Linked DNA regions of Sus scrofa: all the other regions are linked to region 2. Evidence: chromatin contacts called from public Hi-C and HiChIP or PLAC-seq data. All regions are on one chromosome and are shown on one strand. The core of a region is the stretch at or near the end of the contact, and the rest is flanking DNA. Distances in the headings are between cores, read along the strand shown.

Region 1 (2,700 bases), core at 174-2,673, 400 kb before region 2:
ACAATTAGACACTCCAGGCTGGAACTAGGACTGGTTTGCCTAGTGCATCCTAGCATTCAGTACAGTGCCAAGCACCTAGTAGGTCCTTAGGACATGTTCTGAACAGAAATTCCCAAGCTCCACCGTGCCACCTTCCCACCTACACACTCAGCCTTTCTGTTCTTGATGCACCACATCCACTGCCAAAGCTCAGATCTTCACGCCCGCCCTCATTCCCTCTGCTTAAGGTACCCACCCACCTCATCCTTCACATCTCAGCTTAGGCATCACTTTGTCTGGACACCTTCCCCACCCTTCAGGTTAAATCAGGTCTCACTGTAATATACTTTCAGAGCATCCTAGGTTTTTTCTTCATTGCCGTTATTGGTTTGTTGGTTTGTACTTGTGTGGTTACTTAATGCCTGCTTGCATCACTCATCTGTAAGTTTCACAAGGGCAGGACCAGTGTCGCTGTGCTTGCTGTAGAATCCACTATGCCTCACCTGGTGCTGGATACACAGTAAAACCCTCAAGGTTTACGTGAATGAATGAATGTTTCCAGGAACTAGGCCTTAAGGAAAGTAGAAACCAGCAGGGGTGTGGCTGACTATTTGATTCTGTGAAGTACTATGACATGACCGTCTCATACTAAACATTCTAGACTAACTTTGAATATAGATTTAGCTTGTCTGAGATTGAGAGTTTCCTGAGGGCAGAGGCTTCTTGTGCATTTTTTTAATCTTCTGTATTTCATACAGAATTCCAAAAATATATATTGAATGACCGAATGAATCAACATAGATTTCTTTATAAGAAAAGGATGGTAGCTTCTCTACGTATTATCACAATCTTTCATTACCTCAGATTAGGCTCTAGACCTGAGCAAAATGCCCAACGCAAATGATCACGATGATGGTTGTAGAACAGCCTATCAGCTCTGGCTGTCAAGTTTCTGTTGATCTACGGCCTCTTTTCTGAATTTGCAAGGCATTGTTCCAAGCTACAAGCATCATTAACCTTATCATGTTCAGTAACTACAAAAGTAGGGAAAGCATTGAACATGGAGTATTGTACAGGAGTATGTACCTCTTGGGTGTTTGTGGAATGTTTGACTCTGGATAAATTTGGTTTTATCCAAGAGGAAAAGTGTCTTATCCACATGTGATTTAAAACTATAGATCATAGAAGGGTCTGTGTTCACACAGGCCGCCTCATCAATGAGCCAGGGCCTGTAATTAATTGACCAGAAGGCTCAGTGGGATTAATTAGCAGCTGTATGCGAAGAGCTTGATTCAGACTTGCAGCACGGAGGATGGCTTTCCAGAGTGGCCAGGTCCTGGATTCACAATTGGGTCATTTCAGGAGGATCTAATTGCTTGCCTAGGGAGATCCTTTGGAGCTCTTGGCTTCTCCTTGGGCCATTATGGGCACTGCGTGCCTACCTGCTGCCAGCAGAGGGCAGCAAAATGCTGTGTGTGTTCGATTTGCATCCCAGATGAGCAAATCCCCAAGGATCCACTAAGAGGGAAAGTGGGTGTCCCAGGATTACTCTCCCTGCCTTTCTCTGGGTGTCACCAGTGGTCTGAGTAATTGTAAACACAGACTTTTTACATTATGTGGGACAGGGGCTCATCCGAAATAGAGAAATGAATACACAACTAGGAGCTGCCATCACAGACAGGAAGTAACTTTAATTAAATATTGTGAAAGTTGAAAAGTTTTTACAGCTTGAATTTTTGCAAAAAAAAAAAATTATAACAATCTCTACAGTAGTTAGGTTCTCTAACAATTGAACTGTACAGTGTGTGTCTATTCCAAAAGTTTGATAAGAAGGTGAAAGGTTAGACTTAGAGATGACTTTGTTAAGCTGCATCCTTGTACAATGTGAGGCCAGGGCATGTTATGCAATCCAGTCATCCAGAAGCTGTATTTTTCCCCCAAAACCAAAATCTTAGTTGAATTCTCTATTTTCGTCTTAAAGCCATATTCTGTATTTAGGGGAACATATTTACTTGTAAAAGTTTTGTGTAGAAGAAAGAGGGTCCGAGGGTCAGAACGTCTTTTCATCTAATCAATATAAATAGAGGCAACAAAACACAAATGATACACATTTTAAAGGCTCTTTGGACTTTCAAGATAAGTTCTAACCACTACGCATGGCTGACTATGGGTGGCGTCTGTTGTCAGGGTCTGAGCCGGATACCTCACCGGCTGACCGGTCCTTCACAAACAGTTAAGGGGCTCACCAGACAAAATATGGCTTTAAATTGTACACATCTTCAGGCCAGCGCTTACCACACGAATTCAGACAACCTTTCTGAGTACCGAGAAGCAATGCGTCCACCTTGCTTACATTTTCCAGTTTTATTATTATTCATCATTATTATTATTTCTCACCAAGAAAAATCAGCTTTCCTCCCCTCCCTTCCCTCCCGCAAACCCCTCCCCCCACCCGCCCCAACCCATAAAAATCCACTCTGACAGTCTAGTGAAAACCATTGCAAAATCCATAGGGGGGCATGCACAGTTGCAGCATTGTTGTAAATTTCTTGCTCTACTAGAAAAGTTACATTGTCTTAAGGTAACAAAACAGTTCTTTTGTGCTTTTCGATTTCTTTTTTTTTCTTTTTTTTTTTTTTCTTTTTTCTTAGAATGTGAGTGATGACTGACAGTTCTGGTGCACAGTTACAATGTACAAGTGAAATGAATATGATTTGCATT
Region 2 (2,700 bases), core at 95-2,594:
GGGGAGCACCGAGCCCCAGAGGCGAACAGAGCCGAGCGGCAGACGCAGTAGCGCGGCCGGGCCCGTCGTGGCCACGGCCGCTACCGCCTCCCAGCTCTACTGCTCGCAGCTCGCCTCCCCGGCCGCGGTCCCCGTGCGGTACCCACCTCTGCGCCGCCGTGTTGGCGTCCAGCACCCCGGCGCCCTGCATCCACGTCCGCACCGCGTTCATGCCGCTGCCCAGCGGCTCTTCCTTCATGCTGCTTCCACTCCGTTGGATGCTTTCCTGAATCCCAAACATGAAAACAACCTTTTCTTGTGGAAAATCTCCTCCCCCTTGAAAATTAAAAAAAAAAAAAAAAAAAAAAAAAAAAAGGAAAGAAAAACGCCAGCCAGAGATTTTTTTTTTTTTTTTTTTGAGTCGATGAACTCGCGCTAGAAGATCAAGGCGGGCTGGAAAGCAAATTTTTAAAAAATGTAAACCTTCGCTCAAAACTGAGCGATAACGCGAAAAAAAAAAAAAACGGAGAAAAAAAAGAAGGGAAAATCCAACAAAAAGACCAAAATAAAAAAAAATAGAGATGTATGCTTGGCTGTTGGGGGTTGTTTGGTTGGTTAATTTTTGGTTTGGGTGCTTTTTTTTTCTGCTTTTTTTTTTTTGCTTTTTTTTTTTTTTTTTTTTTTTTTTTTTTTTTTTTTTTTTTTTTTTTTTTTTTTTTTTTTTGTAATGATCACAAGCCGGTGGAGGACAGGAGGGGCTGGAGTTTCCTTTTGAAGAGGTACCGTTCACTTGAAGAAGCAGGAAGAAAAAAAAAAAAAAAAAAAAAAAAAAAAAAAAAAAAAAAGCCCTGGTGGCAATTTAAGAAACAATAGACTCAACTCGCGCTGCCGGCTTTGCTACTTCAAGTGTCATTTTCCACAACCAGGCAAGTTTTTCCTCTCTTTTTTTTTCCTCCTTCTCTCCCAACCAAAGATATTTCTTTCCTTTCAGTGCGTGTAGATGAGGAGGACGCTGGTTGCTGTAGACAGATACACCAGAGAGGGAGAGTGGGATGGGGGGGAGGGGGAGGGGGGTAGGGAAAGACAGAAAGAGAGGAGAGGAGAGGAAAGGAGAGGAGAGGAGAGGGAGAAAGAGAGAGAAGTGGACCCTGCTGAATGGAGATTCTGTTTTCTTCTTGCTAAAATAGAAGTGATTTGCAGGCTTTCCCTATGGAATCCAGTTTGACTCTCCCCAGAGCTAAACACAGGCACACTAACCCCAAAGGGAGGAGGCGGGGCCGGCGCCTCAAGGGGCCGCCCCCTCATTTGCATAACGTCATCCTTCCGCCTCGCCGCAGCCAATCGCAGCATAGGTGCCTTCCAGCTCTCAGCGTAGGGCCTTGCTAGCTCACTAACATCCCTCCTCGGGTGGCGCAGGGGAGCCGGCCAAAGTTCCTCGCAAAGTGGCAAACGAAGAATCTCCGAGCACCGACATCCGAGCTGGGGAGGAGCGGGGCTGAGCTGGGCAGACTCGGGCAGAAGGGAGACAGAAAGAAGGGGAGCAGGATTTGAGTTGGGGTCTGCATCCTGGCCTTTGCGGTCGGTTTAACATCCTCGCCGCGCCCTGAAAGCGCTAGAGGCGCACAGGCTGCGCCCTCGCTGGGCGGATGCCGAGTTCTGCTCCGCTGTTCTGGGACGTCGGGGGCAAATGTGGAGGAGACAGGAGAGCCCGGGCAGAAAAAGCAGGACGTGCATCCCAGGTGCCCACCTCTTCGCTTTGAGGAGGGGGTGGTGGGTTGGAAAATGGGTGCGCGAGATCGGTATTGGGAGTCTGCGGAGGGCACACTGCCTCCACGCTGGCAGGGAGGAGTGGACCCTGGGCCCAGGCAAGCGAGGCGCTATGGATCCGCAGGGAGTGGGGACCAGTGCTCTACCCATAGTCAAGCCTCCGAAATGCTTCTCGCTCGGCAGCATTTAGCCTGAAGGGCGGCGATTAGCCTGGAGGGCGCCGGCGTTAGGCACTGTCCTCACATGCTCACTTCTCCGGAGCACTTCATGTAAAGTGTAAACGGCGGAACGGATGCTCTCCCTGGAGCTGTGCCATGATGCATTTTAAATTTTACTCGAATTCAACCCCCACCCCCTTATCCCCTCCACAATAGTTTTTCTTTAGAGTAACGAACAAAGCAACAACAATGTCTCTGATTAGTTATTTGGTGTAGGGTTTCTCTCCTCCTCATTCTTTCTGTTAAAATGAGGGGCTTGGACAAACCTTTGCCCAACTTCTGTCACCTGCCACCTGTCAAGGAAGAGAGAGACGGAGGAAGGAGGGAACGATCATCGGAGGGAGGAAGGGAAGAAGAAATGGTCTCCTACTTCAGACCTTTCAGCATATATGCTTGTGGCTGGCAAAGGAAATAGCTAGATGTTTCTGGGTAATGCGGCCATCATTTTTTAGCGGGTTGTAACCTCTAATAAGCACAGGCCGAACTTCTGTTTCATTGCCCTCAAAGGAACTCCCTGACTGCAGCCAAATCTGCTAAGGACTCCTTCGGGGAAATTCTCTGCCAGAAATCCAGGTCCCCTTTCTGCCGGCTTTCCTTGGCCCTTTGATTTAGGAAACTCATGGGGTCAGTGATGGAAAAGTACACATGCCCATGTTGAATGGAATGGAGACAGGCAGAAGTTATGCTTTGTGCTCTTGGCAGAGCAGGAAAGTGGGAGCTACTTCCAGACTTCTAA
Region 3 (2,700 bases), core at 108-2,607, 290 kb before region 2:
TGAATTTATAAGCTGGAATCACACCTCAGCCTCCAATAGAAATGATCTATTTCATTGAGAGAAAGCAAAGGCCAGGAGAGCCCTGTTTACCTCGGGGTTTATGGGTGGCCTTGGGAATAAGGGTTAATTGAGCTCAGAGGTGCCTGCCCATTGAGGTGAATTAGTGGTGTGTGCAGCTATCAGCAGGGTCCTGGGGCTGCTCTTACTTCTGCCTCTGCAATCTCTTTGTGCTGTGATCAATACCACACTTGTTGGGGGTAGCTGTCCAGATGACCCAGGTGTAGCATTTATCATCTCTTATCCCCCAAATGAGGCCTTTGTGACAGCTGATGTCCCATTATGGAAACCTCCTTAGTCATGTGCTGTTTGGCTCTTTTCTCCATTCCTGTATTTAAATACCATGGGGAAGCAACACTCAATCTGTTGGTCAAAGGCACAGATTTAGAAATGTTCAAATCCCATTCTAAATCTTGACATTCCACTTAAGTGTATACAGGGTAATTTTCCATTTCTGTTATGCATGGTACATGAAAAAAAAAAAAGTGGAAACCCTCCTTTTCCAGAATTCTATTAACCAGAACTCTCTATGCGTGAGCATTTCTACAGAGCAGGTACTAATGCTTACAGGGGAGGAGAAGATGCCGACACCGGCCCTTACTGGCTTCTGAGTAAAGACAGAAAGATGCAGTTGTGTGAAGCTGACTTTCACAATCAGAGTATGAGCACATCTGAAAACGGGCAAGAGCTCCAGCTGTCAAATTCCACATCTGCCACACAGGGCAACCCTGAAGCAGTCATTTACTCTCTCTAAGCAGTAGTGCCCATATAGGTACCCACTTCATAGACCCCAGACAAATTTCACAAAGTGCCTACTTGGGTTTTGCTGTTTCACTATGGGCCAGGCACATAGGATGCTAGTTGCTACTATAATAATTATTGTCAGCATCAGTTCCCCATTAACCAGAGTTTATTTATCTACTAGAATACACCATAGTCTCACTATTTCAGGTCATGTAGTATATTGCAAAACTTTCATAGGAACTGCCAATTCAGCAACTTGCTAACATAGCTAAGTTTACTGAAGAGGTGGATTTGGCCTCAGTATTTACAAAGTAGAATGTTTGGCGGGGGGGGGGGGGGGGGGGAGTTCTCATTTGCCTGGAATGAATATTAATAGCAATCTTTTCAAAAATGAGGAATTAACTTTAATGTTATTGTCCCAAATTCTGGAGACTTGGCAGAAAATGTTGAGAAACCCATGAGCTCAGCTCATTTCTTTGGGACACTTGTGACCTCATAAAATCTCAGGCCTTTCACCCTTGTTATCTACTTGATTTGGTGAGGCCGTGCTTGGGAGCAAGCCTGTTTCACAGACTAATAGGGACACAAAGCACCCCCACTTGGACTCAGCGCACAGAATGTGCCCTTCCTGTTTAATCGGAACTATTGTTTTTGCTGTGGGTTTTTTTTTTTTTCTAAGTGAAATGATGACTTTCCTGACTGCTCTCAGCAGCAACACCTGCATTCTTTGATCCTAACAACTGGTAGCTACTGGCCAGGAAAGGGGGCAAACGGAGGGTGTGACCCTACAGGAAGCCTAGCCCTGTATATTTTCACCACGCACAGGAGGTAGATCTACTCTGAGCTCACCCACCCACCCGGCAACTGGAAGCCTTAGAAACCAGTAGCAGTTATGTCTGACCTGAACCCTAGACCATAGGATACAAACTTCACTTTCAGAATGCTAACCTCACCACAGACTCCTAATCGGCTAATAAACAGATGAATACACCTATTTGACTGTTTCCTCACTCACAAGGAAGCAGTCTTTGTGATGGTTATGCTCTTACTTTTAACTTTAGTTACCAGATTTATTTCTGCCTTCCTTTATTTTCTCTAGTAATTGCTCCATGAAGTTAAGCATTTGATTGTTTATAAGGGTTTTATTTAGCTTGGTTTGGTTACTTGTCTGCATTTACGGCCCCATCCACTAGCACGTCTAGATATTACATGGGGGGAGAAAAAAACAAAACAACATGTGCTATGGATGCAAAGCAGCCTTTCTCTCTCTCTCTCTCTCCCCCTGTATGTGTGTTTGTGTGTGATGGTGTGTTTGTCACCTTGACGAGTAATGTAACCCATGATTTAGGTATTTCTCAACCCCAGATGCAATTAAACCTCTTAAATATTAAACGAGAAAATCAAAATTTTCAAGGGTTTTGCATCCTTTATTCCAAAGTGATTTCATTTGGCAAGAAAGCCCTTTGCTTTGACAACATTCATGGCTCTCAGAGAAAACAAGAAAAGGAAAATTCATAGTTGAGAGAAGGAAACATAGATCCAGTATCCATCTATGTTAAGGCAGAGTTCACCTAGCAGGGCTATCTAGGTGTCTATAAACAGCACCACGGCTCAGTTCCAAACAATGCCTTTTGCTAAAGTCAGATCCAGCTCAAATGCTATCTACCTCCTGTTTATTCTTCAGATTTCTTATTCTATTCTGAACGAGCAAAATTCCTCTACACTCATGGGACACAGATCTGAACAAGGGAAGGACAGAAATTCTGGTGTGACAACCTGGTAACCCAACCATTCCAGGACAAGCACTTTTGGATTTCTGAGTTTGTCTATCTGAGAGCCAGAACTCTGTGCAGGTTTACTGCACAGAGTTATTTAACAATTTAGCAGTGAAAAATCTTG
Region 4 (2,700 bases), core at 91-2,590, 340 kb before region 2:
TTTCCCTGGGGGAAACCAGAGGCTGGAGGGAGCAGCAGAAGTGGAGGTACCAAGACAGCAATGGAGCAGCAATAAATGGAAATAGCATGTCTCCCTAGTTCTATGGTTTTTTTTCCTGCCAGGTAGTGCATGACAAGAGAATGCCAAAGCAACTGAAATCAGAGACAGCACTTGAAATAACAGTATACAACGGTAACTTTTACTGTAACAAATTTCATTATTGAGTGAGAGAGGAAAAGAACTATTTTTAGATGCTATCCATTGTTGTGTATCATTTCAAAGTTACCCTCTTCACGCATCTCATTTCTAAATTCATGGTATAACTTTTAGCATTTTGTGGAGGTCTTGGCTCCAAGGCAACAAAAGAGAAGTGAAAGATCCCATGGTTGTAAAATCTTGATAAGTTCTCAGTGTCACTTTTTTCAAATGTGGAACTGCTCAAACCACATAGATAATTATAGATGACCAGATTGTAACTGTTTTATTGCTTCTTTTTCCCCATAAATTTTAATTTTGGAAAGTTAAGTGAAAAATGTGGTTTCAATTTTCTACAAATTGCACACAATTTGGTTTTAACAAGAAAATAGAAAAGAAAGGGTATGTTCTTTAAAGTGAATTATGAACTAGAGTTTGTTTTTGCTCGTCCAACACCGCAAGAATAATAAAGCACAAAATTTAGAAAAGATGCCTTACAAAATGGAAATCATGAACTGTAGTAAGAAAAGCATAGAGTAATTTTTTATCTAAACATGGTTTTAGCAATCTAACAGGATAACACAATTGAGCTAGTCTTTCTCCCTCTGGTGAAACAAGCTAAAGTTTAAAAGGAAAGAAAGAAAGAATGAAAGGAAGCAGGGTAGAAGCCGGCAACCTTAACGCATTGTATAACAGGAAATCTTTTAATAAGAAAAGGCTGTGTACATCCCATCTTTCTCTCAAAGTGCCACCAACTACAGAACTATGAAAAACAATTAATATCGAAACCACTGAAATGCACACCTAGAAACAGAACAAAAGACAGGAAAGAGATTTTTAGTGGAAAGAAATTATAGCCATCTGCTGGGTTAGGGCTATAATCTTAGCATCAGAACAACATGCTTTCTCTATTCTACGTAGACAACAACCAGCGCGTTAAAAGACAGGAAACCCATGATGTGTATCTACCATACTAAAACCTCCCGCTGGAAAACAAACAATGGAATCCATCAACCACCTGTTTTTTTTTTTTTTTTTTCTCCTTTGTGCCAAATGTTGGGTTGAATATATTTATTTCTTAAACTGACCACTGCTTTTGTCTTATCAACAGCAGAAACTATGTCTAAGGGTTAGGCAAAATAGGCATATAATAAACTATTTCATCACAGTTGTCAGTCTCCATGGATCCAATTCTCCAGAGCCCATGTTATGTAATGGTACCACATGACTTCTTCAAATGTCCACTTCCAAAAAATGTTTATTTTCATACTGCGACAACCACAAAGATCACCTGTGCTTCATCTGTGTCCTATGAACCAAGTAGATCAAACTTTAACATGAATACTTGGTATGATGTTGTACACCCAGTTTTTCTCTTTTAGCCAAAATGTGGTATTTGCTAAAATTTTTCTATCTGGGCTTAAAGTTCCAAGTATAGAGTGCCTCTGATTGTTAGAACACCAAGTTCTGACTTATGAAGCTCCAGCTATAAACTGGGACTTGGCAAACCTAAAGTATTACTCATTGACTAATAATCCTATTAGTCAAAACTGCAACCTTCTGGTCAACTGCATATTTTACATATTACTGCACAGAGCTCCAGCAGAAGTTTACCATCCAGAATGTCCTCTGACAGTATCACAATTCACAGGAGATGATTTATTCTCTTGAAATATAAAGACTGGATTTTCGCATCCCAAAGTCAATAAATCTACGTGTTGGTAAAGAGGCCATCCCCCACCTGCTGACATCAAGTTGCATAACCCTCAGGCAAAGACTTTTCTCTGGGCACAGACCTCATGTGTATCTCAATCCCAAGCGCTGGACTGACGATACAGTCTGATCAAAATGATGATGCAGGAAAATGGGAGGACCTCATAGCACAATGCTCAAAAAATGCAGTGATCTAGCCAGAGGTGGGGTCCACAGAAGAGCATCTTGAAAGAGAAGCAAATGAGGAGGCTTCCTCCTACCAAGGCTGAGGCGTTCATTCATTCATTCCTCCAAGCCACTATCTGTAAATACCCCTCACCTCTACCTCTCTTCTCACTTTAGCCTTGTTTCCACACCTCTGACATCAGATCAAAAACACCATTCTTTTTACCCAACAAGGATCCACAACTATTTTGGTTCTTATTTCTCTCTAAGAAAAAAATATCTGTATGACACTACATGAAGAGAAGAAACTCTGCTCCCTTCCGTGGAGGCAAGCATTCTTACTCAAAATTGAATGCCAGCAAATGTTCATAAAATAAAAACACCCCTCATGGAGGGAGGTGGAGTGGCGTGGAATCACAGGACAGAGAGGAACAATGTAAGTGACGGGCTTGGGAAAGCATTTGTATATACATTCTGGAAGACTGTAGAACATATTCTAAGAGCTAAAAATAGAGATGGGGGAGGCAGAGTTTCTCCTGCAGTTTCTTAGGTAATTTTTACATATAAAGACTGCCCATTTGTAAGACGCTAAGGCTCAATAACAAGAGGAGAAAGCAGGATTCTCTA

Evidence for each region. A called contact is a pair of places that touch in the nucleus more often than the background predicts. HiChIP or PLAC-seq counts read pairs in DNA pulled down with a chosen protein or histone mark.
Region 1: a contact with region 2 is called in a Hi-C map of adipose tissue, with 7 times the contacts expected there. The contact joins the enhancer-like site here to the promoter of EBF1 in region 2. A contact is called at or near these places in 2 of 5 promoter capture datasets (fetal liver and liver), 28 of 47 Hi-C or Micro-C datasets (adipose tissue, alveolar macrophages, blood and 16 more) and 2 of 2 datasets of contacts at active chromatin or transcription factors (alveolar macrophages and skeletal muscle).
Region 3: a contact with region 2 is called in an H3K27ac HiChIP or PLAC-seq map of skeletal muscle, with 8 times the contacts expected there. The contact joins the enhancer-like site here to the promoter of EBF1 in region 2. A contact is called at or near these places in 8 of 47 Hi-C or Micro-C datasets (epiblast stem cells, heart right ventricle, mesenteric adipose tissue and 5 more) and 1 of 2 datasets of contacts at active chromatin or transcription factors (skeletal muscle).
Region 4: a Hi-C map of skeletal muscle shows a contact between it and region 2, with 2.7 times the contacts expected there. The contact joins the enhancer-like site here to the promoter of EBF1 in region 2. A contact is called at or near these places in 5 of 47 Hi-C or Micro-C datasets (embryonic fibroblasts, mesenteric adipose tissue, retroperitoneal adipose tissue and 2 more) and 1 of 2 datasets of contacts at active chromatin or transcription factors (skeletal muscle).

Annotation. Positions count from the first base shown.
Region 1 is chr16:64,752,139-64,754,838 of Sscrofa11.1, reverse strand. It overlaps EBF1 (transcription factor COE1), which reads right to left. Exons shown (of 17, transcript XM_005672579.3): 17 at 1,651-2,700. All of the region lies in intron 4 of LOC106506547 (a long non-coding RNA gene), which reads left to right. Among named protein-coding and RNA genes, the nearest start is that of EBF1, 400 kb to the right of the region's middle. Within about 2 kb of position 1,423, at least 6 of the 83 cell types and tissues checked have an H3K27ac peak or open chromatin away from gene starts, as enhancers often do. A contact at or near this core is called in adipose tissue and subcutaneous adipose tissue, where this site is marked.
Region 2 is chr16:64,356,655-64,359,354 of Sscrofa11.1, reverse strand. It overlaps EBF1 (transcription factor COE1), which reads right to left and starts at 1,344. Exons shown (of 17, transcript XM_005672579.3): 1 at 1,237-1,344; 2 at 147-265. The coding sequence starts at 1,329.
Region 3 is chr16:64,642,563-64,645,262 of Sscrofa11.1, reverse strand. The region is part of intron 9 of EBF1 (transcription factor COE1); the gene reads right to left. Among named protein-coding and RNA genes, the nearest start is that of EBF1, 290 kb to the right of the region's middle. Within about 2 kb of position 1,357, at least 15 of the 83 cell types and tissues checked have an H3K27ac peak or open chromatin away from gene starts, as enhancers often do. A contact at or near this core is called in retroperitoneal adipose tissue, skeletal muscle and subcutaneous adipose tissue, where this site is marked.
Region 4 is chr16:64,694,196-64,696,895 of Sscrofa11.1, reverse strand. All of the region lies in intron 11 of EBF1 (transcription factor COE1), which reads right to left. Among named protein-coding and RNA genes, the nearest start is that of EBF1, 340 kb to the right of the region's middle. Within about 2 kb of position 1,340, at least 16 of the 83 cell types and tissues checked have an H3K27ac peak or open chromatin away from gene starts, as enhancers often do. A contact at or near this core is called in embryonic fibroblasts, mesenteric adipose tissue, retroperitoneal adipose tissue and 2 more, where this site is marked.